Linked DNA regions of Mus musculus: regions 1, 2, 3, 4, 5 and 6 are each linked to region 7. Evidence: chromatin contacts called from public Hi-C, HiChIP or PLAC-seq and promoter capture Hi-C data. All regions are on one chromosome and are shown on one strand. The core of a region is the stretch at or near the end of the contact, and the rest is flanking DNA. Distances in the headings are between cores, read along the strand shown. Region 1 holds the start of Pip5k1a (phosphatidylinositol-4-phosphate 5-kinase, type 1 alpha). Region 2 holds the start of Setdb1 (SET domain, bifurcated 1). Region 3 holds the start of Cdc42se1 (CDC42 small effector 1). Region 4 holds the start of Arnt (aryl hydrocarbon receptor nuclear translocator). Region 5 holds the start of Ankrd35 (ankyrin repeat domain 35). Region 6 holds the start of Pias3 (protein inhibitor of activated STAT 3). Region 7 holds the start of Vps45 (vacuolar protein sorting 45).

Evidence for each region. Promoter capture Hi-C pulls out the DNA fragments that hold promoters and counts their contacts. A called contact is a pair of places that touch in the nucleus more often than the background predicts. HiChIP or PLAC-seq counts read pairs in DNA pulled down with a chosen protein or histone mark.
Region 1: an H3K4me3 HiChIP or PLAC-seq map of bone marrow-derived macrophages shows a contact between it and region 7, with 4 times the contacts expected there. The contact joins the promoter of Pip5k1a here to the promoter of Vps45 in region 7. A contact is called at or near these places in 1 of 39 promoter capture datasets (pre-B cells) and 3 of 115 datasets of contacts at active chromatin or transcription factors (astrocytes, bone marrow-derived macrophages and pancreatic cancer cells).
Region 2: a contact with region 7 is called in a Hi-C map of pro-B cells, with 3 times the contacts expected there. The contact joins the promoter of Setdb1 here to the promoter of Vps45 in region 7. A contact is called at or near these places in 1 of 39 promoter capture datasets (liver) and 1 of 484 Hi-C or Micro-C datasets (pro-B cells).
Region 3: a promoter capture Hi-C map of pre-B cells shows a contact between it and region 7, with 4 times the contacts expected there. The contact joins the promoter of Cdc42se1 here to the promoter of Vps45 in region 7. A contact is called at or near these places in 1 of 39 promoter capture datasets (pre-B cells), 2 of 115 datasets of contacts at active chromatin or transcription factors (fibro-adipogenic progenitors and trophoblast stem cells) and 1 of 9 other capture datasets (adipose tissue).
Region 4: a promoter capture Hi-C map of liver shows a contact between it and region 7, with 4 times the contacts expected there. The contact joins the promoter of Arnt here to the promoter of Vps45 in region 7. A contact is called at or near these places in 3 of 39 promoter capture datasets (liver and pre-B cells) and 1 of 115 datasets of contacts at active chromatin or transcription factors (fetal liver).
Region 5: a contact with region 7 is called in a promoter capture Hi-C map of pre-B cells, with 5 times the contacts expected there. The contact joins the promoter of Ankrd35 here to the promoter of Vps45 in region 7. A contact is called at or near these places in 4 of 39 promoter capture datasets (hippocampal neurons, liver and pre-B cells), 1 of 115 datasets of contacts at active chromatin or transcription factors (pancreatic cancer cells) and 1 of 9 other capture datasets (pancreatic islet).
Region 6: a promoter capture Hi-C map of pre-B cells shows a contact between it and region 7, with 2.8 times the contacts expected there. The contact joins the promoter of Pias3 here to the promoter of Vps45 in region 7. A contact is called at or near these places in 3 of 39 promoter capture datasets (hippocampal neurons, liver and pre-B cells) and 1 of 9 other capture datasets (adipose tissue).

Annotation. Positions count from the first base shown.
Region 1 is chr3:95,105,499-95,109,781 of GRCm38.p6, reverse strand. It overlaps Pip5k1a (phosphatidylinositol-4-phosphate 5-kinase, type 1 alpha), which reads left to right and starts at 2,852. Exons shown (of 15, transcript NM_008847.3): 1 at 2,852-3,406. The coding sequence starts at 3,331.
Region 2 is chr3:95,355,535-95,359,651 of GRCm38.p6, reverse strand. Setdb1 (SET domain, bifurcated 1) reads left to right here and starts at 2,450. Exons shown (of 22, transcript NM_018877.3): 1 at 2,450-2,587; 2 at 3,450-3,718. The coding sequence starts at 3,459.
Region 3 is chr3:95,225,659-95,229,704 of GRCm38.p6, reverse strand. Cdc42se1 (CDC42 small effector 1) reads right to left here and starts at 1,281. Exons shown (of 5, transcript NM_172395.3): 1 at 840-1,281. It overlaps Mllt11 (myeloid/lymphoid or mixed-lineage leukemia; translocated to, 11), which reads left to right and starts at 1,028. Exons shown (of 2, transcript NM_019914.4): 1 at 1,028-1,621. It overlaps Gm16740 (predicted gene, 16740), which reads right to left. Exons shown (of 4, transcript NR_108026.1): 4 at 3,047-3,182.
Region 4 is chr3:95,433,013-95,436,876 of GRCm38.p6, reverse strand. Arnt (aryl hydrocarbon receptor nuclear translocator) reads right to left here and starts at 2,487. Exons shown (of 22, transcript NM_001037737.2): 1 at 2,316-2,487. The coding sequence starts at 2,340.
Region 5 is chr3:96,668,725-96,672,440 of GRCm38.p6, reverse strand. Ankrd35 (ankyrin repeat domain 35) reads right to left here and starts at 2,310. Exons shown (of 14, transcript NM_001356538.1): 1 at 1,992-2,310. The coding sequence starts at 2,030.
Region 6 is chr3:96,695,490-96,699,305 of GRCm38.p6, reverse strand. It overlaps Pias3 (protein inhibitor of activated STAT 3), which reads right to left and starts at 2,230. Exons shown (of 14, transcript NM_001165949.1): 1 at 2,111-2,230. The coding sequence starts at 2,134.
Region 7 is chr3:96,056,103-96,059,857 of GRCm38.p6, reverse strand. It overlaps Vps45 (vacuolar protein sorting 45), which reads left to right and starts at 1,403. Exons shown (of 15, transcript NM_013841.3): 1 at 1,403-2,176; 2 at 2,744-2,878. The coding sequence starts at 2,084.

The DNA of each region.
Region 1 (4,283 bases), core at 1,603-4,102, 950 kb after region 7:
GGCTAGGTTTAGGTAAACAATGAAAGACTAAATGAAGAAGGTATTCATTCTTTTACTGTTTTTTGGTTTTATTTTTGTTTCTGTTTTTTTTTTCTAATGCCAAGGATTAAATTCAGAGTAGTGTATAAGATAGGTAAGTTCTCTAATTCTGAACTACACCCCTATCCCCAAAAGGTGCTTTGATAAAGCACACTTACATGCACTGACAACCGAATGGGTGGCCCTTCTTTGAGGTCACCAGATTGCCTCCCTTCTGAAAGTATGTATTGGTGAACTCCCTTTGCCATTTCCTCAGGAGCACCAAGCCACAGCGTTCTTCTCTGCCCCAGCTCCCACACCTTGCCCAGTCACCCCAGTTCTGCTATGCTAGGAATGTCACTAGGGAAGAGTAACCCTGTGACTCAGAGGACACCTTGGGACTGAGTAAGAGCTGGGGCAGAGAGACAGAGGGGTAGGATACCTGCTTCCTAAACATTCCAAGCCCTCCTTTCGGTTACATTTACCCCTGAGATAAAGGTATGCTATATTTTGCCTATCGTCCAGGCTCTTTTGGAAATCAAGATTTGGGGGCGGGGGAGAAAAAGGGAAGAAAACTCAAGGGAAGAAAACTCAAGGGAACAAGTTAAGGGATCTTAGCTATCTGTGGAGCTGGAACCTCAGGCGTGTGCTACCATGCTCAGATGTTTAAAGATAGTGTGCCACCATGCCCAGATGTTTAAAGATACTGTGCCACCATGCCCAGATGTTTAAAGATAGTGTATTATTATTATTTATTATTTTGTTTTTTTTGAGACTGGGTTTCTCTGTGTATATCCCTGGCTGTCCTGGAACTCACTCTGTAGACCAGGCTGGCCTGGAACTCAGAAATCCACCTGCCTCTGCCTCCCAAGTGCTGGGATTAAAGACATGCACCACCACCGCCTGGCAATAGTCTACATTCTTGAACTGTAAAAATGAAAAGCCATCATCTTTGCTCTAAAAAGTATCATCTTATGAGGGAGTTACACACATAAGCGGATAACACAAGGTGGGGCTGTGACAGTGGCCATTTCCTGGGCGATGTAGAGACAAAGGCCCCTAGGAAGCTTAAGATGTTTTTTTTTTTTAATTTTTCTTTCAGAACTGAAATACAAACTATAGGGAGATAATTCTGTTTTTAACTGCCTTATGCATTTAGGTCCTTTTTGCCTACTTACAATTTCAGAGTCTGAAATAGCTTTAATCTCTACCTCAATTGATTTTTAGAGCACCTTAGGAAATAGAATCAACTGAGTTTACACTTAACTCAAGTGTTTGTTAACTTGTGCAAGAGGAGGGCAGAGGAAAACTTGAATGGATCAATTCTCTTATCCCATCTCATGGACCTAGGCATAGTTTGGTGCCTTTATCTGATGAGTGGTCTTAACAGTTCCCAGGTGACTGAATGCCTTTTCTGGAAATATAGACAATTTATTCAACAGTATTTACTAAGTATCTGTGAGACACAACTTCACCTGTGAGTGAATAGCACTGTCTGACACCAGTAACAGCAGGGCGAAGGTTTCAGGTACAGTACAACATACAATACTTCAGTGCTACCGAGTCAAAATGCTGTTGAATTAGTGATGCTAATTCTATCAAATGAAGTTTGTCAATCTTTAGTACCCAAGGGAGCACAAAGAATCCAGCAGATGGCAGTAAGGAAACAAATATTTTAGGTCTTGAAGGCAGAGGAAGAAATCTGAGGTTAAGGAATGGGAGATATTTGATGGATACTCTGGCCCTGGGTTCCCTTTGGAGGAACATCTGGATAGGTGTCCAGGCCACTTTAGAACCAATAAGCTGGAGGTTTTTTCCCATGCCTTTTATTTATTCATTTCACAAATAATTATTGAGTGATTACCTTGTACAAAAATGTGACAGGAGGTGGACATAGAACTTTAGCACACAGTCTTTGCTTTTCAGAAGCGCTTGTTCAAAAAGGCCTTCCCTAGGCTTCCCATAATATTCACAGCTGCTAGGGTTCTTTGTAAAAACTGGGCAGAGGGCTGGTGAGATGGCTCAGTGGGTAAGAGCACCCGACTGCTCTTCCGAAGATCCAGAGTTCAAATCCCAGCAACCACATGGTGGCTCACAACCATCCCTAATGAAATCTGATGCCCTCTTCTGGAGTGTCTGAAGACAGCTACAGTGTACTTACATATAATCAATAAATAAATCTTTAAAAAAAAAAAAAAAAAACTGGGCAGAGTTCATATGACAACTAGGCTAGAGTAGAATCCCTCTGTATTTCTATGCCCTTTGGAGTATAGATAATTAGCAACTGAATGCTAAGGAGGACTTTGGATAGGGGGAGGTTATTTGATAGTCTGTAGTCTTTTTTTTATCAGGTCTTTTAAACTTTGTTTTTATGTATTTTTCTTACTTTTCTTCTTATATTGTTGACAAATCCTCATTGCCTTATTTATCAAATATTTACATTTAATGAACTCTGTCGCTGTGTCTAGCACTGTTTGAAGTAAACAAAACATCTATTTTTATGTCTTTAGAAGGAAGATCCCACAAGCCGACACCTTAAACAGTAAAGGCTGGAAGAATTCTTGATGGTTGTGATGTTTTGTAGTGCACAAGAGCTTAACATTTCGGACTTGACACAGAGCTGCGTTCCGAATTCTTTCCAGGACTGTCATTTGAGGAGCTCAGTCCATCTCGGTCCAGCTGATTCTTAACAAGAGTTCTTAGCAACCCGATCAAAGATACGAACCTATATTGGCCTACTGAGCCACCGTAGACTCACGGTCTACGGTCGGTGGATTCCTTGGGGTGTGGCATCATCTGTCACGTGATCCGAAGTCCCCTCTGATTGGCTTCTCTTTTCTCCGGCTAGATAGACGAACGCCGAGAAGCTGTGGCGCATGCGCAATACCGGGGTTTCCTTGGCCGCCCACCCTGAGCCGAGCGGTGGAGTTGGGGATAAACAGGCAGTGGCTGGGGAGGTGAGGGAGGGGGGGCATTCGCTTTTGGGGGCACCTCAGGTGCCTAGGTTTTCCTTTAGGTTTGTTCTATCCGAGACGCGGGACTCCCGGGGCCCGGCTCAAGTGTTCCTGTCTGGTAAGAGAAGGTAGCTTTGGCGGAGAGCAGTTCAAGTTGCTAGGAAGGTGCGAGACTGCAGCTCTCCCCCATGCCGGGCAAGTGGTGCGGTCCTGAGCTTGTCCTGGAGCCTGAACAACGCCTGTGAGAAGCCCGCCGAACGCGGGTTCTGTGAAGAGACGTGGGGAAGATTCGATTCCGAGAAAAGGAAAAGCCGGATTGAAAGGGAGCGAAGCCGCTGAGGGGGAGGGGGCTGCCAAGATGGCGTCCGCCTCCTCAGGGCCAGCGGCGGCCGGGTTTTCATCCCTTGATGCCGGGGCCCCTGCTGGTACCGCAGGTGAGTCGGGTGGGACGCGGGCAGCCGACTGAGGAGGACTGTGAGATGGGAACAAGACCGAGTCCTGGGAGGGGACCTGTGGTTGAGGATGTCCGAGGGGTTGCCCCTAAGGGAGGACAGGACCGGACTTTGAAGTAGACAATTCTATTACTAGAGGAGTCTGGGGGAAAGGATGGATGTCGCTGAGAAAAAGGGAAGCTGACGAAAACTCACACAGTGTCTCAGAGGCGACTGCGTTGAGAACTTTGAGGAGGAAGGATGGAGACTGAAGGTTGGGGGTTAAGAGAGAAACGACAACAGGAGTGGAGAAACGAATCAGTGGAGACTGAGGATACAGCTTAGTAGTGGAGATCTCGTCTAGCATGCATCAGGATCTGGGCTTAATAAGACAAAATAACGTAAACGGAGTATTGGTAGATAAAGGTGTAAGGTAGATACCAAAGTGATTGTGAAATTAATAGATCAAAATGTTGAGGGGATTATGGAACTTAAAAGTAATGGAGAGTCATGGGAATTGTGGATTTTATTGGGAGTAAGTTCCTGGAGTGGCTTTCCGCTCAGACTCCCTCCCCCACCCCCCGCCCGCCCCCCTCCCAGTGCGTCATTCCTCCTCTCATCTCTTGTCAGCAGCAGCCAGCCACATGCTTACTTTCTCACATTAACTCTTTAGGGGATTCCTATCTTTAGGTTGTACAACTGTGGAAAGGAATGAGGAGTTGTGTTGTTTTGTATTTTGATACAGGCACTTCTTATGCCTTCCTGACTGGCCTTAGTGCTGGGATCATGGGAGCTTACTATAGTCAGCACAGAGGGAAACATTGGAAACATCTAAAGGATGAGGAGGGAGGTCAAGGTCAAAACACCCTAAAAGAAGGAG
Region 2 (4,117 bases), core at 1,201-3,700, 700 kb after region 7:
TTCCTTCTGCCTCACCTGCAAGTCTTTTAACCTAGCATACAGATAATTATTACAACAACATGTGTGTTCAATCACATCATTTAAGACAGTGCGGAGTGTGGGAGCCCCATAAAGGATCTCAAAAGGAGTAAGACTGAATCAAGAGAGAGTATTTCTGGTTCTAAATGAAGGGGGGAGCACCACCCAGTCTGTGCCAGTCTCCATGGTTACTTTTGTCAAGGTCTCTTTTAGGGTTCTATTTATCCTTTTTACCTGTCCTGAGCTTTGAGGTCTGTACACACAATAATTTCCATTCGACCTCTAAATATTTGGGCATGCCCTGACTTACCTGGGCAACAAAGGCAGGACCATTATCTGACACTATTGCTTTTGGCCTTTTGGCACTCTGAACCTTGGAAAATTTTCTTCTTCTTCTTCTTCTTCTTCTTCTTCTTCTTCTTCTTCTTCTTCTTCTTCTTCTTCTTCTTCTTCTTCTTCTCCTTTTCCTTCTTCGGGTGGGGGGTTCGATACAGGATTTCTCTGTGTAGCCCTGGCTGTGCTGGAACTCACTCTGTAAACCAGGCTGGCCTCGTACTCAGAAATCTGCCTGCCTCTGCTTCCCGAGTGTGGGAATTAAAGGCATGCACCACCATTGCCCGGCTTCAATAACCTTAATGACCATCTGATCAGTCTCATTTTTACAGGGAAAAGCTTCTACCCATCTTGAGAACGTATCCACAAAAGCCAGAAGGTATTTATATACATATTTTCCAGGTCATACCTCAGTAAAGTCTACCTCCATGTAGGTGCCAGGTCTGTCTCCCGGGTACCTCTTCCCTGGATGCACCATAGTGCAGTAGACATTGACTTTTGCAGGGCACACACTTGTGCACCACCTGCTCCACAAGGTGTTTTAACCCTGGTACATGGTACTTAGTCTTGGAGAATGTCTGGATAAGCTTGTTTACCCCTAGGTGAGTCCACTGGTGCATCTGTTTGATCATAGCCTCTGCTTGTCTTTGTGGCAGGATTTTCTCTCCCCCAGAGGTGTACCACAGTCTCTTATTTTTGTTGAACTGATGACTGGAATCTTTGAAAATGAGGGCTAAGTCCTCTGCTGTGTAAGTAAACTCCGGGACCGGTTTTTTGGGCTCTGTTGCCAAGAACACGAGGGCCATGGCTGCCCAAATGTTTTGGATTCCTTAAAGACACACACAAACACACACAAGGGCTGGAAAATGATTTCGTATTTAAGAACACTTATTGTTTTCCAGATTATTTTGAGTTTGAATTTTAGTGCCTATGTTGGATGGCAACTGTCTGTAACTGCAGTTCCATAGAATCCAGTATTCTCTTCGGGCTTTTGAGGCCAACTTGCACTTATGGGCACATATGCATACACAGACACACAGGTGTACAGAAAAATATATTTTATATAGATACCTTGCAGGACATGGTGGCTCACAGGTTAATCCCAACAGGTAGAAAACAGAGGCCGGTAGATCTTTGCACAGTCTACATAGCAAGTGCCAGACCATCCAAGATTACAAAGCACGACCCCATGTTAAAACTACCACAACAAAACACTTCTTGAGTCTGCTCTTTATTTCTGTGTTTCAGCTTCCTTTACCCTTGCAGGCAGGGTTATGGGAGGACAGTGGAAGAAGACAGTGTACTTGAGTTTGGCAGTTTATTTGTAAGGCTGTTCTTAGGCTAGAGGGGTGTGAGCAGTGCTGGGAGATTGGCCAGATCTGCTGTGAAAGTAATGGCATTCAAAGATGAGTAGGCAGAAAGAAGCAAAGAAAGAAATGAGAGCTGGGCAGTGGTGGTGCACACCTTTAATCCCAGCACTTAGGAGGCAGAGGCAGGCAGATTTCTGAGTTCGAGGTCAGCCTGGGCTACAGAGAGAGTTCCAGGACAGCCAGGGCTATACAGAGAAACCCTGTCTCAAAAAAAAAAAACAAAAAAAACAAAAAAAAAAAACAAAAAAACAAAACAAAACAAAAACAAAACAAAACAAAAACAAAAAAAAACCTCAAAAAACAAAAAACCTTAATCTTGTGAAAGATGAAAACTACACAATCTCAGTGATAAAATGATGAGTTTTTTGTTGTTGTTTATTTGTATTTTTCTTATTTCCTATATGAACACTCATTAATTTTGCTAAAAAATTAATTTTATTACTAAAAAAAATCTTCAAATTAAAACAATAATCAACTATATTGGCCACCTGTAGGGGAAGAGCTTCCATAAATGACTCCGGAAAATACCTGCTTTGTCCAACTAGCCCCTTATCTGGAAATGCCCTACTTCACACATGCATACTCTCCTTAAATTCCCATAACCCCTGTACCGCAGCGCTATGCAATAAATTTGGTCCCTTCGGGCTACCGTCGGAGAGGCCGGAAGGACGCTCCCTATTGCTTCCGGACCGTCGGTTTGCTCCCCGCCCCCTCCTGCCTCCTCACGCTGTTTCCCCTCCCCCGCCGTCTCTCCTTCAGTTTGCCTGGGTTTGGCAAGGCGGAGCCCTGGAGTAAAACCTGGGGTCGGGGTTGTGAGACGCGGCCCTTGCGGTCGGGCGCCAGAGTTGTGGGGAGGACGGACTGAGGTGCGCTGAGGCCGAGGTGGACCTGGGAGGCTTGGCTGGTGCGAGGCTGGGGCTGTGTGTGGGAACTTGGCGGGAGAGGAGCGAGCCGGGGGCGGGCGGGCCTGAGGCGGCGGCTGCGGGTGGGCGCGAGGCGGTGCGTGGGTGAGGCGGTGCGTCGATGAGGCGCGGGAAAGCAGGAGGGCGGCAGGCTGGAGGCTGCTGCGGTTCTGCGTGGCCCGGGCGGCCAAGCGCCTGTGCGCGTTATTCCGAGTGTGGCTGCTGGGTGGTCGCCATGGCTTCAAGCTTTTGCTCTGATCACGTAGGGATGTCCGACTTTTCCTCTCTTCGTCCCTTTTCTTCTTTGCTGGTCGCAGACTCCCAGGGCCTGGTGCAGCCGGGAAGCCCATCCCTTGTGCAGCTGCCCTCTTGCATGGCCCTAGGAGGTTTTAAAAGCCACCTTGCCACGGGAAAGCAAAGAGCCGCGAGGAAAAGGAGGACTAAACAACCCGGGTGGAATTAGTTCATTGCGGCTCACCTGTCTCCAGCCGCCGGTGCCTCGGTTAGACTCGGTGTAGTGACAGAGCCAATTAAGGAACAAGTAGCTCCCAGAAGTATCTTCCTTGGTCGATAAGCACTCTTCGGTTTCCTGAAACCTTGTTTTAGCTAGCTCCCTGGTGCGTGTTGGAGTTCTCCAGGGTCTCCCCGCTCTTAGTTGTTACCCAGAGCTTGGGTCTGTGTGAGAAGATGAGGCTCCCCGGGAAATCTCCAGATCGCCTTGTGGAGGAGGAGGGGAGAGAACAGAGTTTGCAGGCTTTTGATTATGAGACAGAAATGGTGTGAGCCTCGGTTAGAGTTGTTTTCGCTTCTTGTTCATCCTGCACAGGGCCAAAGCATGTCCTCCCTCCCTGGGTGCATGAGTTTGGCTGCAGCGCCAGCTGCAGCTGACTCTGCAGAGATTGCTGAGCTGCAGCAGGCGGTGGTTGAAGAGCTGGGTATCTCTATGGAGGAACTTCGTCAGTACATTGATGAGGAACTGGAAAAGATGGACTGCATACAGCAGCGCAAGAAGCAGCTCGCAGAGCTGGAGACGTGGGTACTACAGAAAGAGTCTGAAGTGGCTTATGTTGATCGGCTGTTTGATGATGCATCCAGGTAGGGATTCCAGGAAGCAGAAGTAAATGTCCATCTGTGTCCTCCTTGGAGTGACTGTTGTTGTCATTGTCCTAAGCACTTTATACTTTGGCGACTTCAGTCAGGTGGGGCCTTACTCTTCCTCTGAGTTTGTAATGCAGAGTTGCAACAGAACACTTTTTCCCTGTGGGTAGCTGCTATGTGATCAGCAGTAGTTAGGTTAAAGGCTTGAATTCCCTTCTCTTCCTCCTGGACTGAACTTCCTTCCTAAGATCCCCAGAAAGTGAAGATTGTAGAGTTGCTGTCTTTTCTGTTTTTCTGAGACAGAATCCCAATACCTAAATCTTGCTGGCCTGCAACTTGCAGAGATCTGCCGACTTTTGCCTCCTAAGAGCTGCAATGAAATGATCCTAGCTTATG
Region 3 (4,046 bases), core at 32-2,531, 830 kb after region 7:
GAAACCCAGAACTTGAAATGACAAACCCTAAACCACCGTCATCGTCCCGGTGGGCCTTACACACTTCAGAGCTGTAGAGGGGCGAGCAGGAGAGAGGTGGGGAGGAAGGATGTACACAGGTAGTTCCCCGAGCCTGTGGTAGCCCCAAACCGGTTCTCCCGGTCCCGCTGCCTCCGGCCCCAAGGCCTCCCTCTCCAACCCGCTGTCTGACAAGCCTTCACAAGAAGCAAGAAGCAGCTGGAGAGAAAGAGACTTGAGAATCGTGTGGGCAAATTCTGGCTATAAGCCCGGGGATGCAGCTGGTCCCTGTGTGGAGACCCTCCAAACATAGCGGGCTGCTGAGGGACTCCCAAGAGAGGAATGGGCCCCATTTTCAAACAAGTTACAGATATTTGTCCGAGCACCAACCCTGCCCTAACCCCAGGGAAGGGCTGGGGATACTTAAAAGTTAACAGAAGGAGATCCTAATTTCTTCCCCTCCCCCAATATTCTCCGTCAGACTCCAGCTCCGTCCCCCACCCACTGCGACCCAGGATGGGAACTTCGATGAATTGTACTGGCTCTGTCAATGTTCTCCGTGGCTGCTTCACTCTGGCTTAGACCTTCCGGGGCCCAGCACCACTTCGGATTCTCTAGCACAGCAGATCTCTCAGGTTAGAGGGCCGGCGAGGAGCCCCTGTCGCTTCGCACCTTCCACCCGGCCCCACGCTGCAGTCGCCGCTTCCCTGCCTCTCCGTGGCTTGCGCCGCCCGCGCGTGTACTGTGATCGCGACCTCCCCGCTGCCCTGCCCTCCCCTCCCCGCCGCCCGCGCGCAGCCCGGCTCGCCCGGCGCTCTTACCTGCGGCTCCCCGGCGTCCCCACTGCGGGCGGGGGCTCCGCCACTCCGGGTCCCCTGGCTGCTTCTCGGCACGGCGGGGAGTTGAGGGCGGGCCGGCAGAGGTGGGGCTGGCGGAGGGCGGAAACGCCGGCGACGCGATTACGAAACCCAGGGGCTGAGAGCGGAGCGCAGCGCTCCGCCCAGCTTCGGGGCGCACGGCGTGGCCCGCGGGGACAGCGGCAAGCACCGCGCTCGGGGACAACCGCGGCACCCCAACTGTCTGTGCTAGTCTGTCCACCTGCTGCAGGCGCTGAGAGGACGATGCGCTGGGGCCCTTTCTGAGTCTCCCAAAGTCCCCTTTAGTCCTTACAGTGGGAAAGGAGGGCCATTCTGTTGTTTAACCGGAAGACTTTTTAACCCATACATCTAAGTTAGAGGACAATTAACTGCTCAGCCATGCGCTCCAGTCAGCACGAGGGTACTTGGAGAGGTGGGGGTGCGGTGCGAGCCGACGGAGAGGCTCTACGGTGGATAGCGTGTTCCGGAACCTATCCCTCGAATTAGCCGAGTCAGGCAGAGAGGGGGCGGGGAGTGCTTCCGCCCTTGCTAGGAGGGGCTGCATTGCAGGGGAGACCCAGCGGCAGATTCTGTCACAGACGAGGGAGAAGGCGTGAGGAGACAAAGCCGTCACATCCGCGACAGCTTCCTTCAGCAGCCTCCTCCTCTCCAGTCCAGAGCCGACCCCCGAGCCCCTGAGGCATCCCTTCCGTCTTCGGAACACCCTAGTCATTCATTGCTAACAGGTAACCAAGACGAGGGACCGCTTCTTAAGCTTGAAAGACCCCGTGTGAGACCGAGGTGGGGGGCAGTTTAAGAGGAGAGAAGGGGGCGCTATGAACAATGGGTTACTATTCGTTACCAGATTTTTTATCTGTTAAGATCTCCATCCATGCCTTACCATGGACCTAGGCATTCATTTCTAGCACTTTACCTGTAATCATCTCTCGGCATTTAGCTCTTCATTTCATGTATTCATTTTCCTATAATTTTTGCCCTGTGCATCTAATGGCTTCTGTCTAGTGTCTAGTTATCTATATCTTCCTTTTCAAGCTATAATTTCTGCTACCAGTTATTTGGTGAATCTTTATTCCTACTGTAATTATTGTAGCCTCTACTCCCTTGTATTTCTATCCCCCTCGATTTTCTGTCTCTTGTAGGGAGGTTTGGGGAGTAGGGTACTTTTTTTTTTTTTTAAACATGAGATGCTATTGAGAGTGATTGGAACCTTTAACAATCTCCTCCCTATCTCAGATTTTTGCTCCAAAGAGGCTTTAGGTGGGACAGGTGGGAGCCATTGTGGGATTGCCCGATGGCATGCTGCAATCAGTGTAGCTCACAGGAACTACTTATGACAGCAGATTTGTCTTTGCAGCTCCTCCTAGAAAAAGGGGAGGATTGTGGCTAATAGGAAAATCCTAGAGCAACATGAGAAATACCAGGAAGCCTCCATTTTCATCCACCACCATCCCTCCTTAGACTGCATGGTGGCAGCATGACACAGCAAGGCCCTGTGGATTAGGCCTTGAATGCTCTTGGGGGGATCTGGACAAAGGGTATTTGGGTGTGTCCAGGTAGTTTAAAGAAAGTGTATCTTTTAAATGTGTGTATCTACTAATCATTTTATCTCTAAGAATAGACAATGAAAATTTAGAAGTTACTCTGCATAAAATAACTGGGTGGCATTTACTGAGCAAATATGTCAATTTTCACCATCCAGAGCCCTTAGGATAAGCAAAAATAGATAAAATGATGGGTGAAGAGCATTTAGGGAAAGAAAGGGGACGATAGCTGAAGAGCAGCCGGTCTTTTTTATTTTAATGCCACATATGCCTTTATGTCTGTTTTCTGGGACAAATTTGAGTCTCTCTGTACATGTCGATAGGTCAATGGTATAGCTAGAGATTTTCAGCCTTTTAATATCTCACACATTTTCTTTTAAATTGTTTTTGTTTTATATTCGTTCATGGTCTTGGTTTGGTTTTGGGGGGCTTTGAACCCACAGTCGTCCTGCTTCAGCCTGAGTGCTGGGACTACAGCTGTGCTCTGCCACACTGGACTAGCTTTTTACATTGGATGATAGTTCTGTCCATCCCTGATAAATTATTTAGGCAACTTTTTTTAGGTTACAGTTGTTAGGAAGTCAGTTTATCAACAATAACTCAAATCCTAGCTTAGTCTCTGCTCACTTTATTTTTTGAGACAGGGTCTCTTGTAGCCAGGCTGACATCAAATTCTTCATCTTCCTGCTGCCACTTGCCAGATGCTGGGGTCACAGGAATCCCACCACCATATAAGGCTCTCCTGCTATTCAGATTAGAACCACAAAAAGTAGTAAACAGAATATAAGAAAATACTTTTTTTGAGAACTAAATTCCTAAATTATTTATTTTATGTATGGGAGTACACTGTAGCTGTCTTCAGACACACCAGATGAGGGCATCAGATCCCATTACAGATGGTTGTGAGCCACCATGTGGTAGCTGGGATTTGAACTCAGGACCTCTGGAAGAGCAGTCAGTGCTCCTGACTGCTGACCATCTCTCCAGCCTGAGAACTAAATTCTTAGCTGGACATTATGGTACATGCCTGTGATTCCAGGACTAAGAGGCAGATAAAACAGCACTTAGGCTATACATCAAGACCTTGTTGGAGAAACAAAGATAAAACCACATCGGATGTATTTTTTTAATCAGGCTCTCACTGTGTGACTCTGGTTGGCTTGGAACTCAGAGATCTGCCTCTGCCTGCCTCTGCTTCCCAAGTGCTGGAATTAAAGGAGTGTGCCACTGTACCAGCCTCAAAATTCTTCCTGGGGCGTGGTGGTACATGTCTATAATCCCAGCTGCTAGGAAGCTAAGACAGGATTGCTGAGGGTACCAGGCTGGGGCTGGGGAGATGGCTCAGTACTGCTCAAGGCTGAGGACCCGAGTTTGGACTCCCAGATCACACATAAAGCTGAGCATGGGAGTGTGGCTACATCCACTCCAGGAGTGTGGCTGGAATCCCAGTGCTTCAGCAAGATGGAAGGCTGAAGAGACTCCCTGAAAGCTCACAGCTCAGCTTGCCTAGTTTACAAGGTCAAACAAGGCATCAAAGACTGATGCCTGGGACTGTCCTCTCACCTCTGCAGAGGCTCAGCCATGGACACCACAGCTCTCTCAAAGACAT
Region 4 (3,864 bases), core at 1,238-3,737, 620 kb after region 7:
GGTTTTTGCTTGGTTTGGTCTGGCTTTTGATTTTGAAACAAGGTCTCACTATGTAGCATGGAACTGACTTTGTAGACCAAGATGGCCATGAACTAAGATATCCCCCTGCTTCTGCAAAGATTAAAGGAATTCCAGCCTATTCTCCCTCTGTTTGGTAAGTACCTATGATGACTCTGCCCACCTCAAAATTGAAGAAGCAAGCAATCAAATAACAATAAATAAAATCAATTATTTCTACTGGTGATGACACTCACAGCTTTAATCCAGCACTCAGGAGGCAGGAGCAAGCAGATCTTGAGTTGGAGGCCATCCTGGTCTACAGAGTGAGTTTCATGACAGCCAGGGATACATATAGAAGCCCTGCCTTGAAAAACCAAAGTCAAAACAAACAAACAAACAAACAAACAACTGTTTCATTAAAAAAGATTCTTAAATCGTACTTTTTAAAAAGTTTTGATAGTTTATATAGGATGGCACATGCGAGTGATTCCAGCACTTGAAGATAGAAGCAAGAAGACCACTGCAAGTTCAAGGCCAGCCTGATCTTCACAGAACACTGCAGGCCAGCCTCTCAAAATTCCCCACTCAGAAAAAAAAATAGAAAAAAATTACTATTTCCTGCTTACAGACTTAAGCTAATATTGATAAGGAAATGACTATTTGGTCAAGAAAGTGTTGTTTTAGTAATTGGTTTAAAATCAGAACAGGGCAGCTAGAAAAGCTTCTGACTTACTAACGTGTCTCTACGGCCTTAACAAGAGAGACACTTTGCAGTCTGAAGAGTTATATAAGGATTTTGCAACATGGGATCAGTTTGAAATCTTGTTTACTCTAATCAGACATGGGCTATTTTGCTACAAGGTCTGATTTTCTCTAACATTTTTCAGTTGTATAGTTTTATTCTATAATTCATCAAATATTCCAATAGTTTCCTGACAATTTACTTCATCTTCATGTAAAAAAAATAATAATTTAGGATTTAAAAAACTGATATTCAGGGGCTGAAAGGAAGGTTCAGTAGTTGTGAGTATGTGTTACTCTTCTAGGACCTAATGTCAGTTCCTAGCATCCACATCACGGGGCTTTCAACTGCCTGAAACTCTTGCTGCAGGGGATCCAACACCCTATTCTGGACTCCTCCCATTCCTGCACTCACAAGTAGACATTATCATATACATAATTTCTAAAGCTTAAAAATATTTTTTTTAAAGTTGATATTGACACATGAATTTGAAGCCAACCTGGGCTACATATAAGTTCTAGGACTCTCTCTCTCTCTCTCTCTCTCTCTCTCTTAAAAAAAAAGGCTGTTTCCAAAAATAATGGGAAAACAATACATTTCCCAGTGTTTCAGCTATTGTGTGTATGTATATACATACGTGTGTGTACCCTGTTACTGTAATATAGTACATTAACAAGATAAAATTTAAAAGTTCAATGTGAAATAGCAGAGACCAATATTACACAACCCTCCCTCCAAACTCTTCGATGATACAGACTTCTGGGAAATGATGGATTTACTTTGTTGGAAAATAACAAGGTAAATTAGCCCAACTAAAATGAAATACTTCCTAAGATGTAACTGAATACAGTAGAAAGGACTGAGAGGGAGACTGCAGTGATCCAAAGTCAACCGGGGGCTGGAATGAGACAAGACTCAAAATAAGATGAACGAGAGACAGAGACAGACAGACAAACAAGCAAGAGGACGTCCACAGACAAATGGCGCGGGACATTTTTCTGAAAGAACAGGAGTTGCTCCACCTCGACCTAACAAGATTTAAACCTGGGTTCTGGACTAAAGACCTGTCCTGAACTATTACCATTACCCAAACCTCTGCCTTCAGCAGCAAGACACTAATAACTACGCTAAAACCCTAAATTTCAAAGTATAGGAGTTACAAGAATCTGAGCAGATTCTCAAAGAACTAAGTTTTCCATTTAAATGTAAACCAAGTGTAGAATCAAGCAAGACTTTGCAAAACGTCAACGTGGCCCCGTCTATAGCCCAGTTTACGCTCGCAGTTACACCAAGTCAGTTTGCCCAGTTACTTACTAGGCATCAGGGGAACATCAGCTGGCAGAGGGTTAAAAGACCACAACACTCCCTAACACCGCAGGCAGAGTGGAGACGCTGGCCAAGCGCCACCACTACTCCAGAAGTTGGGGCACGGAGCCCCCAAACACCCGTCACCCGTTCCCCAGGTCCTCCGGGCAGGGCGCCTCCTCGACACCCCTCCCCCAACACCCGAACGCCACGGCCCTGCTGCTCTGCTCTGGCTCTCCGCACTTGTCAGTCCTTTCTGCCGCCTCACCTGGGTTAGCTGTAGTCGCCGCCATGGTCGAGATGGCACCGTCCCTGCGCCACCCTCGGTGGGAGGGGCAGCCGCCACCGAGCTGGGGGAGGGGAGGGAAGAGCCACTCCGCAGATTAGGCACCTTACCGCCGCCACCGCTACCGCGGAATCCAAGATGGCGGACGCCCACCCCCCTCCCCATCCTGGGCAGAAGACACGCCCCAAACTATGGGCGCGGTCAGTCTCCAGACAGCCTCCCTGGGAGAACTGGCCAATAGAAACAGTAAGTCGCCATAGAGGCCGGGCTAGTGACTCGGCCAGTGAGTCCGGTGACCCGAGGAGTGCTAGGAAGCCTGAGCTAGGAAGCCAACCAGCTGTTTCCCTAATCCGGCCTTCTCGGCGTCAGAGATTCATAACCAAATTGACGTCAGTGAAATGCAAAGAAAACGAGCATTTTACTAAAATGTTTTCTTTCTTAGTGGGCTCATCAGCATATGCTTCCTACAGACGATTTGTTATGCAAACCCTCTTTATAGGTTCTAACACAGGGATCACTAATCCATTCTAGGTTGTTTTTTCTTTATGAACTTTTGTCACTAGTAAAAGTCCGATAACTAATTCTTAAGAGTTGGCTCTGAAGCTGGTAGGAAAAAGCTGGGTGATTACGTGGTACCAAAGATGCCAACATTTGAAATGGAGACAACGAACAAAGAATTTTTATTAAACAAGTATTCCAGAACTCAGAATGCAAAGACCAGTCTGTACTACAAAATGAAACTAGTCCCTTTCTCTGCCCTCCAAAAGTGAGGTGTCCTATGTCACAAGTTTTTTTAAAATGACAAGGTAGTAAACACACAGACGTAATGTCTAATTATAAGAACTGAGCAATTCAGAACAGACAATGTCGACTCAAAACACTGTGAGATAAATTCTATAATTTTACAAATCAAGAACTACAAGCAGGGGCTGGAGAGATGGCTCAGCGGGTAAGAGCACTGACTGCTCTTTCAGAGGTCCTGCGTTCAAATCCCAGCAACCACATGGTGGCCCACAACCACCCCTAATGAGATCTAACGCCCTCGTCTGGTGTGTTTGAAGACAATTACAGTGTACTTATTTAGAATAATAAATAAATCTTTGGGCCAGAGAAAGCAGGAACTGAGTGAGCCGACCAACTGGAGTGGGCGAGGTTGATTGGAGCAAGCAGAGGTCCTAAAGTCAATACCCAATAACCACATGAAGGCTCACAGCCATCTGTACAGCTACAGTGTACTCATATACATAAAATAAATAAATAAATCTTAAAAATATATATTTAAAAAAAAAAAAGAACTACAAACAGATCCAGGCATAGTGATGCATGCCTTTAATCCTAGTACTCAGGAGGCAGAGACTGGCCAATTTCTCTGAGTTCAATGCCAGCCTGGTCTACATAGTGAGTTCTAAGACAGCAGGAGCTATATATAGAAAGACACTATCTCAAAAACAAACAAAAACCAAAGACATGAAACAAAGGCCACCTTGCAAATTAATCCAGTAGTGAGAAGCAAAGTGAATGAAACTAACAC
Region 5 (3,716 bases), core at 1,061-3,560, 610 kb before region 7:
CGTAGAGAACTAGGGCCATGAAGGATGAGGGAGGGTTCTAGATCCCAAGATCTAGCCCACCGCTCACTCCAGCATCTAGGAAAGGAGGCACTCACTGCCCAAGGACTAGAGAACCAGAAAAGGCCTAGGGCCATATCACCTTGAACTTTTTGATTTCAGGATCTAAGCCAGGGTTGGGCCTGGTTAGTACCAGGATGGAAGAATCAAAAAAGAATGAACTAAGCCAGGAGTGGTAGCTCACGACTGTAATCTCAGCACTTGGGAGACAGAGGCAGGCAAATCTCTGAGAGTGGGGCCAGCCTGGTCTACAAAGGGAGTTCCAGGACAGCCAGGGCTACACAGAGAAACCCTGTGTGGAAGGAACAAACAAACACAAAAACAAAACAAAACAAAACAAACAACAACAAAGAATGAAATAGTCCCCCTCCTAAAGAGAAACAGACTCCATAAATCTGAAAGGGAGAACAATTCTGGGAACTTTCCATAATTAGGGGAAAGTGACCATGGATTAGAAAATCACTGAGAGCTAAGCCAGTGTGTTAAGAACCCAGGTAGCCGCAGTTTCTGTTATCTGTAAGAGTAAAGGCCCTTACTGTTTGGTCAGTGTGTAGAAACTCCATGCAGAAGCAAATGTAAATGGGACAGAGACAGGCCTAGACAGTTCTTACTCTTGCTTCACAGGTTTCTGCCAGGTTTCTGTGGCCTGCCAGGCACAGTGAGATAACCAAACATTTCTCACATCTGCTTATGAATGAATGACGCGTCAACTAAGCAATATTAGTACCAAGGGACTCATACCCCCAACCTCCTCAGAAGACGCCATTCCCTCCACAGAGGGCCACTCCGGAAGAACTCTTTAGAGAAGGACAACTGTATCCTCCCTGAACCACCATCTTCCAAAATCTTTGTTTTGCTCTAGAGGGGAGAGAACGGAGAAGAGAGTAACCCTTGTCAGGAACTCTCTCATTGTGATCCACTCTGTCTTCTCCTTCACCATCTCATTCCCCTAACTCAATCAAAGAAAATGAACACAAATGCTAAACAAGACAAAGGAATAATTGGGGGTGGGGTGGGATGGGGGGAGAACCAGACAGAACTTGATTGGTCCCAAGAACCAGTCTGAAGACTAGACAGTACAGAGAACTGGCCAGGGTAAATTCTGCAGGCAACTCACCCAGGCTCTTGGGGATCAGCCAGGAGACTTGTCTGTCCTCTGACAGCGTTTGTCTGGCTAGCTAGGTTGCAAGGTTAAGCCACTGTAAGCAGGCAGGAGGTCCAGGCAAAAGGTAGAGGAAGTAATATTGAGGAAAAGGTCACTGGAAATTAAGAAAACAGAGGCCCCATGTTGGACAGACGCTTGGAAAGAGATTTGGATTGGTGCTTGAGAGAGTGGAAGAGGCAGTGTCATGGAGTGGAAGAGGCAAGTTTGGTAAAGGAGGCTGTGAAGAAGGGTTGGAAGAAGGCACTGGGGTGAGAATACTTTGGGGGCAGAAAATACTGTTAGGGGCAGAAAGCAAAGAGTAAAAATGGAGCTATGTGAGAGAGAACGTTGTGAGAAGGCAAGGATGGAAGTGAAGCTATAGGGCAGGAATTAGGGATAGAAGTAGGAACGGATTTAAAGGCTGGGGTGGGGGCGGGCAGATGTCTGGAGGTGGGTTGGTACTGGGAGCCGCAGCTGAAGTAGAGACCAGGGTCATTGGAAGAGAACAGAACTTTAGAAAGCATACCAGAAGCTGGAAGCCAAATATGTTGGGAAAAGGAGCCAAGGGGAAGCACCTTGGGAAGGAAAAGATTAAGGGACAGGGTTTTAATAACACCCATAAGTTCAGTTACCAGGGCTGGCGACCGCATTATCAGAACTGCTAACATCGCAGGAAAGACTGATGCAGGCAGGGTTAATGCGATCATCCATGGAGATGGGACTCAGGACTTCTGTCAACACAGGGCTTGAATCCCAGCCACAGCCCTTCTCCCACACATTTGGCACCTACCGCCACTTGTGAACTGGAGCAGGAGAAGATGCGCTTCATGGCCGGGGCTAGGGCCACGGGGGGACGGGGACGCGCAGAGAGCCGGGCCACAAGTTCCTAACCCAACTCGGCTACGGCTGTGCCGAAAGACAGCTGTCAAAAAGCAGACTGGGTCCCGCCCCAAGCCCCGCCCCAGATCCCACCCCGCTCAATCGTAGACGTTCAACTGAAGGCTGGGCTTAAAACCCCGCCTCTGGCCCTGCCTAACCCCGTCCCTGCAGAGGCAAAAAGCCCGCAGTCTTTTGCGGCCACCCTGGCTGGCTCTCAAGTTCCGCCCTTCAGCCGAAGCCCGCCCCCTGTAGTTACCTACCGAATCCAAGAGGGATGCTCGCAGCCTCCGCACCAGCGACTTCCAGGCCCTAAGTCCCCCGTCTTTCTGCTTGGAGCTCCACCCCCAGTTCCGCCCCCGCCCCCTCTCAAGGACCTCCACAAGCTTCGATGTCACCAACCTCTTTTACCAGTTAATGACTCTTAGTCATAGCCATGACCTGTGTGTGCTTCATCCCCTCCCTCCCAACGCCCCAAGATCTTCTATAGAGTTTGGAAACGTGATGCACTAAGCAGACTTGATCACCAATGGGTGATTTGTGACCCACTGCAACCAGAGGTTGGACAAAACTCAAAGGATCAAGCCGATCACTAACGCAGATCTTAGAAAGCAGCAAGGGGAGAGTTTTTACTGTCTGCTTCCCCACTCCAAGAAACAAACAAACAAACAAAAAGTCCGACCTTCCTTATCCTTTAGACTCACTTCTTAGTAATTCTTGTTTGACAAGTATTAGTTGCAGCCAACTGGTCTGGCCTTCCCATCTCTCCTTTCTCCTCCCTGTAAACCAAGCAAGCCCACCCAAATACTCATGGAACCCTATGGAATAAAGCCCAAAATTCTTTTTAGAAGTGTTTTACATTAATTCATTTACTGAGGCATGAGTATGCGCTAAGGGTGGGCACCCTTGTGGAGGTCAGAAGACAACCGGCGTTGGCTTTCTCCATTCACCTTGTGAATCCGGTGCTTGAACTAAAGTAGTGAGGCTTAGCAGCAGACCCCACCCCCACCCCCGCCCCCCCAAGATGCTATAGGCCCAAAGTTCTTTTCTTTTTTCTTTCTTTCTTTTTTTTTTTTTTTTGTTTGGTCGAGACAGGGTTTCTCTGTGTAGCCGTGGCTGTCCTGGAACTCACTTTGTAGACCAGGCTGGCCTCGAACTCAGAAACCTGCCTGCCTCTGCCTCCCAAGTGCTATTATTACAGGCATGTGCCACCACCGCCCGGCTTAGGCCCAAAGTTCTTAACATGGTTTTCAAGGTTCTTCTGAAACAGAAGCCTGAAGAAGGTGTGGTGACGCATCCGCCTTTAATCTCAGCACTCCGGAATCAGAGGCAGGTAGATTTCTGTAAATTGAGGCCAGTCTTGTGTGGTGGGTCTACATAGCAAGTTCCAGGACAGCCAGAGGTACATAACAGAGAGATCCTGTCTCAAAAACCAAAACCAGAAGCCTGCCTTCACTCTCAGTATTTTCTGGCAAACTTCCAAGTTTAAACTGTTGTAGCAGACCATTCATTCATAATGCCCTTTGCAACTTTTTTTTTTTTAAGATTTATTTATATGTAAGTACACTGTAGCTGTCTTCAGACACTCCAGAAGAGGGAGTCAGATCTCATTACCATGTGGTTGCTGGGATTTGAACTC
Region 6 (3,816 bases), core at 981-3,480, 640 kb before region 7:
GTGCTCTAAAGCTAGTGTACCACCTCTGAGTACCTCTGACCTGACAAGCTGAACCCACAAGCACCACCTAGCCCCCATCCCTACCCCTAATCCAGAGATTCCCTTAAGCTGATTATTGTCTCTCAGGGCTCAGACTCTCAGAGCCCTAGCCTCCTGGGAAAAAGATAGGACACAAGGAAGGAGAGGATTCAGGGCAGACAGCCCATGAGAGAGTGGCCAGGTGACAAGAGGATTGTATCCCACGGCCACCTCCCTATCACCTGATCCATCCTGTTCTCCCCGTGCTTCTGAATTGAAACTTTTTAAAGTCAGGGCTTTAAGCCAGAGTTCAACACTCCATCATCATCATCATCACCACCATCATCATCATCATCCACACCTTTTCATTGCCTACATGCCCATACTCCTTTAGTCTTGTTTACTAGAAGATAGCTACCAAAATGTGTAGGGGAGAAGTCCCCAAGTCTCAGTAATTGGCCAGACTTACTCCATCTGTCAGTGATCGCTAATTTCTCTGCCAGTGAAATGAGCCAATTCAAGCCAAATTAGATTAGATTAAAGGTAAATTTGCCGGGCGTGGTGGCGCACGCCTTTAATCCCAGCACTCGGAAGGCAGAGGTAGGCGGATTTCTGGGTTCCAGGCTAGCCTGGTCTACAAAGTGAGTTCCAGGACAGCCAAGGCTACACAGAGAAACCCTGTCTCGAAAAAAACAAAAAAACAAAAAAAAACAAAAACAAAAAAAAAGTTAAGTTTATTAGGAAGCTGTCCTAAGGGAATCGCCATAGGGTGGAGGAAAGGGGGGGGGAACGCACAAAATGTCTGGATTATATAGGGAAGAACCTTGGGGGAAGGGCAGCCCAGCCCCTGGGCTGGAAAGTTTAGGGTTGAGGCCTTAGAATGCCAGGTAGGGACTGAGGGATGCTGGGAGAACCTGGAGGCCAGGGCTGCTTTGAGATGTAAAATATGCACCTCAGCCCCCTTGTCCTGGGGTCTGAAACCAAACAGTCCAGAACTACCATCTTCCTTCTTTCTCTCATACATGGTATATTCATAGATAGCCACCAGGGTGGGAACCAAGGCAAACTTCTCAACAGAGACCCCAAGAGAATGAGAATGGGGTCTGTGAACCAAAGCACAGAAGTCAGCTCTTAAACGTGGATGGCCCAATGGCTAGAACTCAGGCTTACTCGGGACAAGGATGGGGCGAAGCCAGAAGATGGGGGAATGAAGGTCTAAGGTTCTGTAGGATATCTTCTGGTGTGGTTCCTTGGAGACTGTGTTGTGGTGGGGCAAGATCTCTCTCCTTCTAGGGCTCCCTTCTGTGAATGTCTAGAAGACCTAGTCACGGGTGGACCATTAGCTCTCCCAAGTTCTTTTCCTCCTGGTCTCCTTTTCAGGAATGTGATGAAAACCTTGTCCTTCTCTCTACCTTTCCATCCTTGGCTCCTCCTACTTGTTTTTATTTCTCCACTGGCTCAATAACTTTTTTTCTATCCAGTGGTTCACACTTCTCTACCTCTCCAACCACAGGACCTCATTAGGACAGTTCCTTACTCTAAGCCTCCAGGATGCTCCTGCCTCATCTCTTAAGGTACGCTCCTGTACAGCCCCGCCCCCTTACGTCTCAGCCCCCCTATCGGTACTGCCCAAGGCTCGGATGCCCACAGCAGCCCCAAGCCTAAGCTTCAGGTCCCCGGGAGCTTGATAACATCTGGTCCTCGGGTCCCATCCCTACGGCTCCCCCTCACTGTCACACCTCTTGGCCTGATGGACTCACCCCTACGCCTCTAGAGGAGCTTTCCCTCGCCCGCCTGTACCCTGCAACTACCTACTACTAAAAGCGGCTACGGCCCCGCGTCCCCGCCCCTTGTGCCTCGGCCCTCCGGGGCGACAATTCCCCCCTCCGCCCCACCCCTGCATCTGCCCTGCGGCCCCGCCCCCGGGGCGCCACCGCAGCCCCTTTTCGCGGCCGCTGCCCGCGCATCCCTGTAGCCAGTCCCTGCCACGTCGCCCGCACCCACCCCATCCCGCTGCGCCCAGCCTGGTCGCCTCCCCGCCTCAGCGGGCAGCCGAGCGAGTCCTGCTGGGGCTGGGGGAGGGGGCCGGTACCTTTAACTCGCCCAGCTCCGCCATCTTGAGACATCGCAGGCGCCCCAGCCCGAGCCGGAGCTCAGGCCCAGGGACCGGCGCAAACTCTCCGCCCCAGCGCCGGCCGCAAAGGCCGCCTGCTCCGCCCCGTCCGGCCCCCTACACCTCCCCTTCCCGGCCCCGCCCGCCGGGCTCCGGACCGCCGCCGGCCTCGCCCCTTCTCCTGCAGCCGGATGGCCGGGGCAAGTCTCCCGGCGGCGGGAGACACGGTGGCCCCGCAGGGAGTGTGCAGCCCGGGGATCTCGGGGCCCTGCGGGTAACGACGAGAAGGCGGACCCGAAGGGATGGGCTTTTAGGCAGCCAAGGATACTTGAAAGATGGAGGGAAAGTATCCGGAACTGCCGGAGCTCCGAGGGATGGGGGAGGGGCGGCGAAGTTGGAGCCCCTGTCCCCCGGAGATCTCCGCCGCAAGTTTAGTTAGCGAAATCCCAGAGTCCCGCCAACTCTGAAAGTGATGCTCTCCTGTCCTTTTTGGGGGAAGTTGGGGACTTGCGAACTGTTGGAGACGGCTGTTCCGAATTCTTCACCTCCCCCGAACACAGCAATTACAAGCTTAGGTCCTGCTAGCGCCATACGACTCAAGGCTTGACAGGCAACAAAGTTGGGTGCGGAAAGCAGGACTTACCCGCAGAGTTGCGGGGGTGAGCCCCGGTGCAGAAAGGGCTCGCGCAGCTCCGGCAGTCTGCTGCACGGCTGGAGTTCAGTCGGGCAGCTGGACGCTGCAGCCGCAGCACCGCCCGGGCCTGAGCTCCGCCCGGCCAAGCGTTGCTGCTGGGGCCGCCCCCTCCAGGGTAAGCCCGCCAGGACCTCGGAGAGGGGAGAGGGGCGGAGCCCAGGAGCCGGGCGGGAGTTATTAACTCCTCTGAGCGCTGAGGAGAGAAGAGATTCTGGGCATTCAAAGTTTGAGTAGTCCTTTGATCCCTTGCGGGAGGGAGTGTAGAGCCTGGACTGGGCTGGACTGGGACTATGTGCATTGGGACTCTGGTTGTTTAGAAAGGTTATAGGATGAGATCTCCATCTATCTGGGGGAAAACCTGGGCTACAAATGGAAAATAAGCAGCCCAATCCCTACAGATAACCCTCTATCTCCCAACCTCCAAATATGCTTTCAGTAACTAGGGATCCCACAGTTGGTGAACACAAGGAGATACAGGTACAGAAGACACACTTCTGCCCCTCTTTAAAGTGCCTACTTCCTCCTCCAAAGCTTTGGACCCTCCAAAGGGCCCTGTTTCAACCAAGTTGGTCACTTAACCTGACGATTTGAGTAGTTCATTTCTTTGTTTGTTTGTTTGTTTGTTTGTTTTTCGAGACAGGGTTTCTCTGTGTAGCCCTGGCTGTCCTGGAACTCACTCTGTAGACCAGGCTGGTCTCGAACTCAGAAATCCACCTATCTCTGCCTCCCGAGTGCTGGGATTAAAGGCATGAGCCACCACTGCCTGGCTGAGTAGTTCATTTCTATATCTATAAAGATAGCTACTTTAAGGCACTGTTCCTTATACTAGTTATCGTAAAAACTCCACATTTTATAGTTGTTTGGGGCCTCAGGGATAATGTCATTTGTCCAGTAAATATTTGTAAAGGGGGGAGGTAAATATTAAAGTGGCAATCAGGGATTGCTAGGTGCTGAGGGCTTAAAACCATTCGAAAGCTCAGTCTGGCATCAG
Region 7 (3,755 bases), core at 154-2,653:
CTTGCTGTCCTGGAACTCACTCTGTAGACCCCGCTGGCCTCAAACTCAGAGATCTGCCTGTCTCTGCCTCCTGAGTGCTGGGATTAAAGGTGTGTGACACCACTGCTGGCTTGTTCTTTTTAAGATACAGAAAGTTGAAAAAATATGACATACTATATTACAGTCCAGGTAAGGAAATAGAATCCAAGCAACATGGGTGATGGTGATTTTTCAGATACCAGTAACTTGCTAGATTTGTGGGTAAATTTTATTTTCTTTGATGAGTCAGTTTTCTATAATATATGAACTTTTTTGCTGATAAAACAGGATTGTATATAACATTAGATCTCATTTGTGTGTAGTTAATATCCCACTGACTCGTTTAATATAAAGCTTTAAGGCTTCTGTCAAAACATATGCACACCAGTAACTCCAGCACTGCAGACACTGAGGGGTCACGCGTTCAAAGTCAGCCCGTGTTACATTGCAAAGCCTTATTCAAACAAAAAGGAAGAAGAAAGAAAGTCTCAAAACCTGTACTGTGCCCAATGGGAAGTTTTATTTACTGGTTTATTTATTGACTGGAAAACTGAAAAGAACACATTTTCACAATTTTAGAAGTGACAAATACCTGTATTTCAAGTGACTTCTAGTCTTCCTCAAGGGATTTGGAAACTTCGCATAATTTGCATAACCCGATTAAGTTCTTCTATTCTATTTAACCGCATATTTCTTACAGTATGTTGAAAAAACTAGTATTTAGTGGTGCTGTGTTGATTTTAAATTAATTTTTTAAATTAGCATTCTCAATGAGTCTCATAATGGCATTTATACACATGACAATAATATCTCATTCTAATGTGTTTCCTTTTTTTCCTGCCTCCAGCCCCTCTACCCCTAACCCCGCGGTTCCTAAAGCTCCCTGGTCCCCTTCCTCTACTAAATAGTCTGTCTGTTTTGTGCTCCTTGTATTCATTCCCTTGTATTCCAATACTATGTCTATCCGGGTCTCCCTCTCTTAAAATCTCCTTCTCACCTCTGGTGATCCTTTGCAGTTTCACATCTCACACACGTCATTATTTTGGTGTAAATATTTGAAGCACTAATAGCCAATGATTTGTTGCAGTTATTTGTCTTCCTGGTTGTACAGTTCTCTATTGTAAGAAGGTGAGGAACAAAACACCTTGATCCGAAGTGTGATAATAGTGTGTCATCTGTTGAATTTTTTGGAAACTGAAGCTTTAAGATCCAGTTGATTGCTAATTGTTCTTGCTTCTTAGATTAAAAATGTGTTTACCTTTAAATTCTCAAGTTGGTTTTGTTCCGGCCCCAATGAATTAACTGTCCCCGCCCATTGCAGGGGCCCTGGAAACCCGGCGTCCCTGAAAGCCAACCAAATTCAGTACTTTGGGCGCCGCGAGCTCGCAGTCCCAGCGGTCCTGAGTAGGGGGCGGGTGGAAGCTCCGCGCCTTCCTGGGGTCTCTAAGGTCTACAACATCTCTAAATAGCGTTCCCATTGTTTCTTCATTCAACAAACGTGATGAATTTCAGCTCCCCTTCTCTCTTTAGGAAACCCAGTTGAGTCTCATTCTATGACCTACCAAATACAAAATGCCGTCTCTTGATGCTACTTTGTTTGGATACTTTAGAAAACCGGGGCTGCCTCTGTAACCTAGCCTGGGCTATCAGAGAACTTGCTATGCAGTACAGACCTGGGACCCCGCTGCCCCAGCCTGCCCAGTGCTACGATGACGTGCGAGGGCTTCAGAAAAGATGCTCAGCAAACAGTGTCCGAGAGAGCTGTATCCCGCGGTGCGCCAAGCGCTTCCCTACTCAGGACCAGAAGCCAGCACAGCGCGGGTTCGGGGAAACAGGCTGCCTTCCACTCCCTACCGAGAAGCGTCGGGAATGGCACCGTCGCTTAGCTGCTGAGTCTGAGTCCCGGACTCCACGGAGGAACTACAATTCCCAGTATCGGAGCTACCCGGACTCCCGGAAGCCGAGGCTTTGGCGACCGGAAGCAGCTGAGACCCAACAGGCCTGAGGTTAATTCAGCCAGGAAAGTGGGTGGGAAGGGCTGTGGGGCACCTGTCAATTCGCCACCATGAATGTGGTCTTTGCTGTGAAGCAGTATATTTCCAAAATGATAGAGGACAGCGGGCCGGGCATGAAGGTACTTCTCATGGATAAAGAAACGGTGAGTTTGCTTTTGCTCAGTATTTATAAAGGAAGCTCTCCCTTCCTTTAGAATTGCTGGCCCCGTTCCGCTGTAGAACTTAGCATTTCACTGATGACGATGATCAAGTCTGTCTGGCACTGGGAAAGTTGTAGAATGCTTTCCCAGTGGGTGTGCAGTCTAACCAGCTCTAACTGGTGCCAAGAGACTTCTTACACCTGAAAGAGTGTCTGCAAAGAAATTGTTACTGGCGACACAGGGAAGACTTTACTCAACGTTGTTTTTAAAAGTAAATTGTTGGGGTTCAGCTGAAATAACAGGCTATTTGTTGACCACAACTTTAAAAAAGGAATTGTAAAGGAATGGTGAAGATCCTCTTTAGAAGTTTCTGAGTTGTTCATGTTCAGAGAGAGTGGTAGGTTTTCATTCTAACACATTACAGCCTGTTTTGGATATTAGGTAAATATTATTCTGTATATTAGAATTTAAATTACCTACTCAAATATTAGTGGCAAAAGGCTTAACTATTGATGCATGTTTTTACTAGTCCGGACTAGTATAATCTTAGTTCGTTCTTTTGCTTTACAGACTGGTATAGTGAGTATGGTCTACACACAGTCAGAGATTCTTCAGAAGGAAGTATACCTCTTCGAACGAATTGATTCTCAAAATCGAGAGATCATGAAACACCTAAAAGCAATTTGTTTCCTTCGACCCACAAAGGTACTACACACACTGAGCTGCCGTCTCTGTGGGCAAATGCAGAGTACTGATCCGAAAGCGTTAAGAAGGCAAAATAAATTTGTGTTACCATCATTTGTGGCATCATAATTATCCTGTTTTGTCAGAGTTGTGACCTTTCTTCTCTCCTTTCCATGCCTCAGTTCACCCCCTCACAGCCAGGTTTTCCTTCTAGAGATCTTTTAGAATAATAGCTATTCCCAAAGCCACTAACTCTGGGAACCTAAGTCACTTTAGTGCTGGCTTGACCTGGTACCTCGTGCTGAACACCACCGTCACATCTCTTTCCTACAGCTCTTACTGTCGTGAGCCTTTCTCATTTTAGTTCCACCTGTCCTCAGGAACAAATCTGTCTTTATCATAAAAGTCAGTGAGCGGTCACTCCGTGATTGCTATAGTGGCTCAGTCTGACTCCTTCCGTTAATCCCAGTGGTCTAGCATGAAAAGGCCCTCTTTTGGCCAGTTTGGTCTTTCTTTACATATTTAACATTCCTGTGTTCCAATTCTCGTCCTGTATTATAGCCAACTGGGCCTTTTGTTATCATTCCTCTACATATTTATTCCTGTCCTTTATCTGTTTACTTCCTCTAAAAATTCATATGCCATTTTTTAGCTTTTGTACATCAACTTGCAAATCTGGCTTCAGTGCCCTCTTTACACGAAAACTGTGTAGCTGAGGTGGGGGTGGGGTGTGCCAAAGGCTGCGCCGTGTGGAGGATGGAGAGCACCTTGCAGGAGCTGGTTCTTGCCTCCCTTTTGAGTCCCATCAGGTTTACCCACTGAGCCATCTCCTCTCTCTGACACCCTTGTTTGTTTTAAACAAACGAACAAACAACAAAAACCTTTTCTATTTCTTATT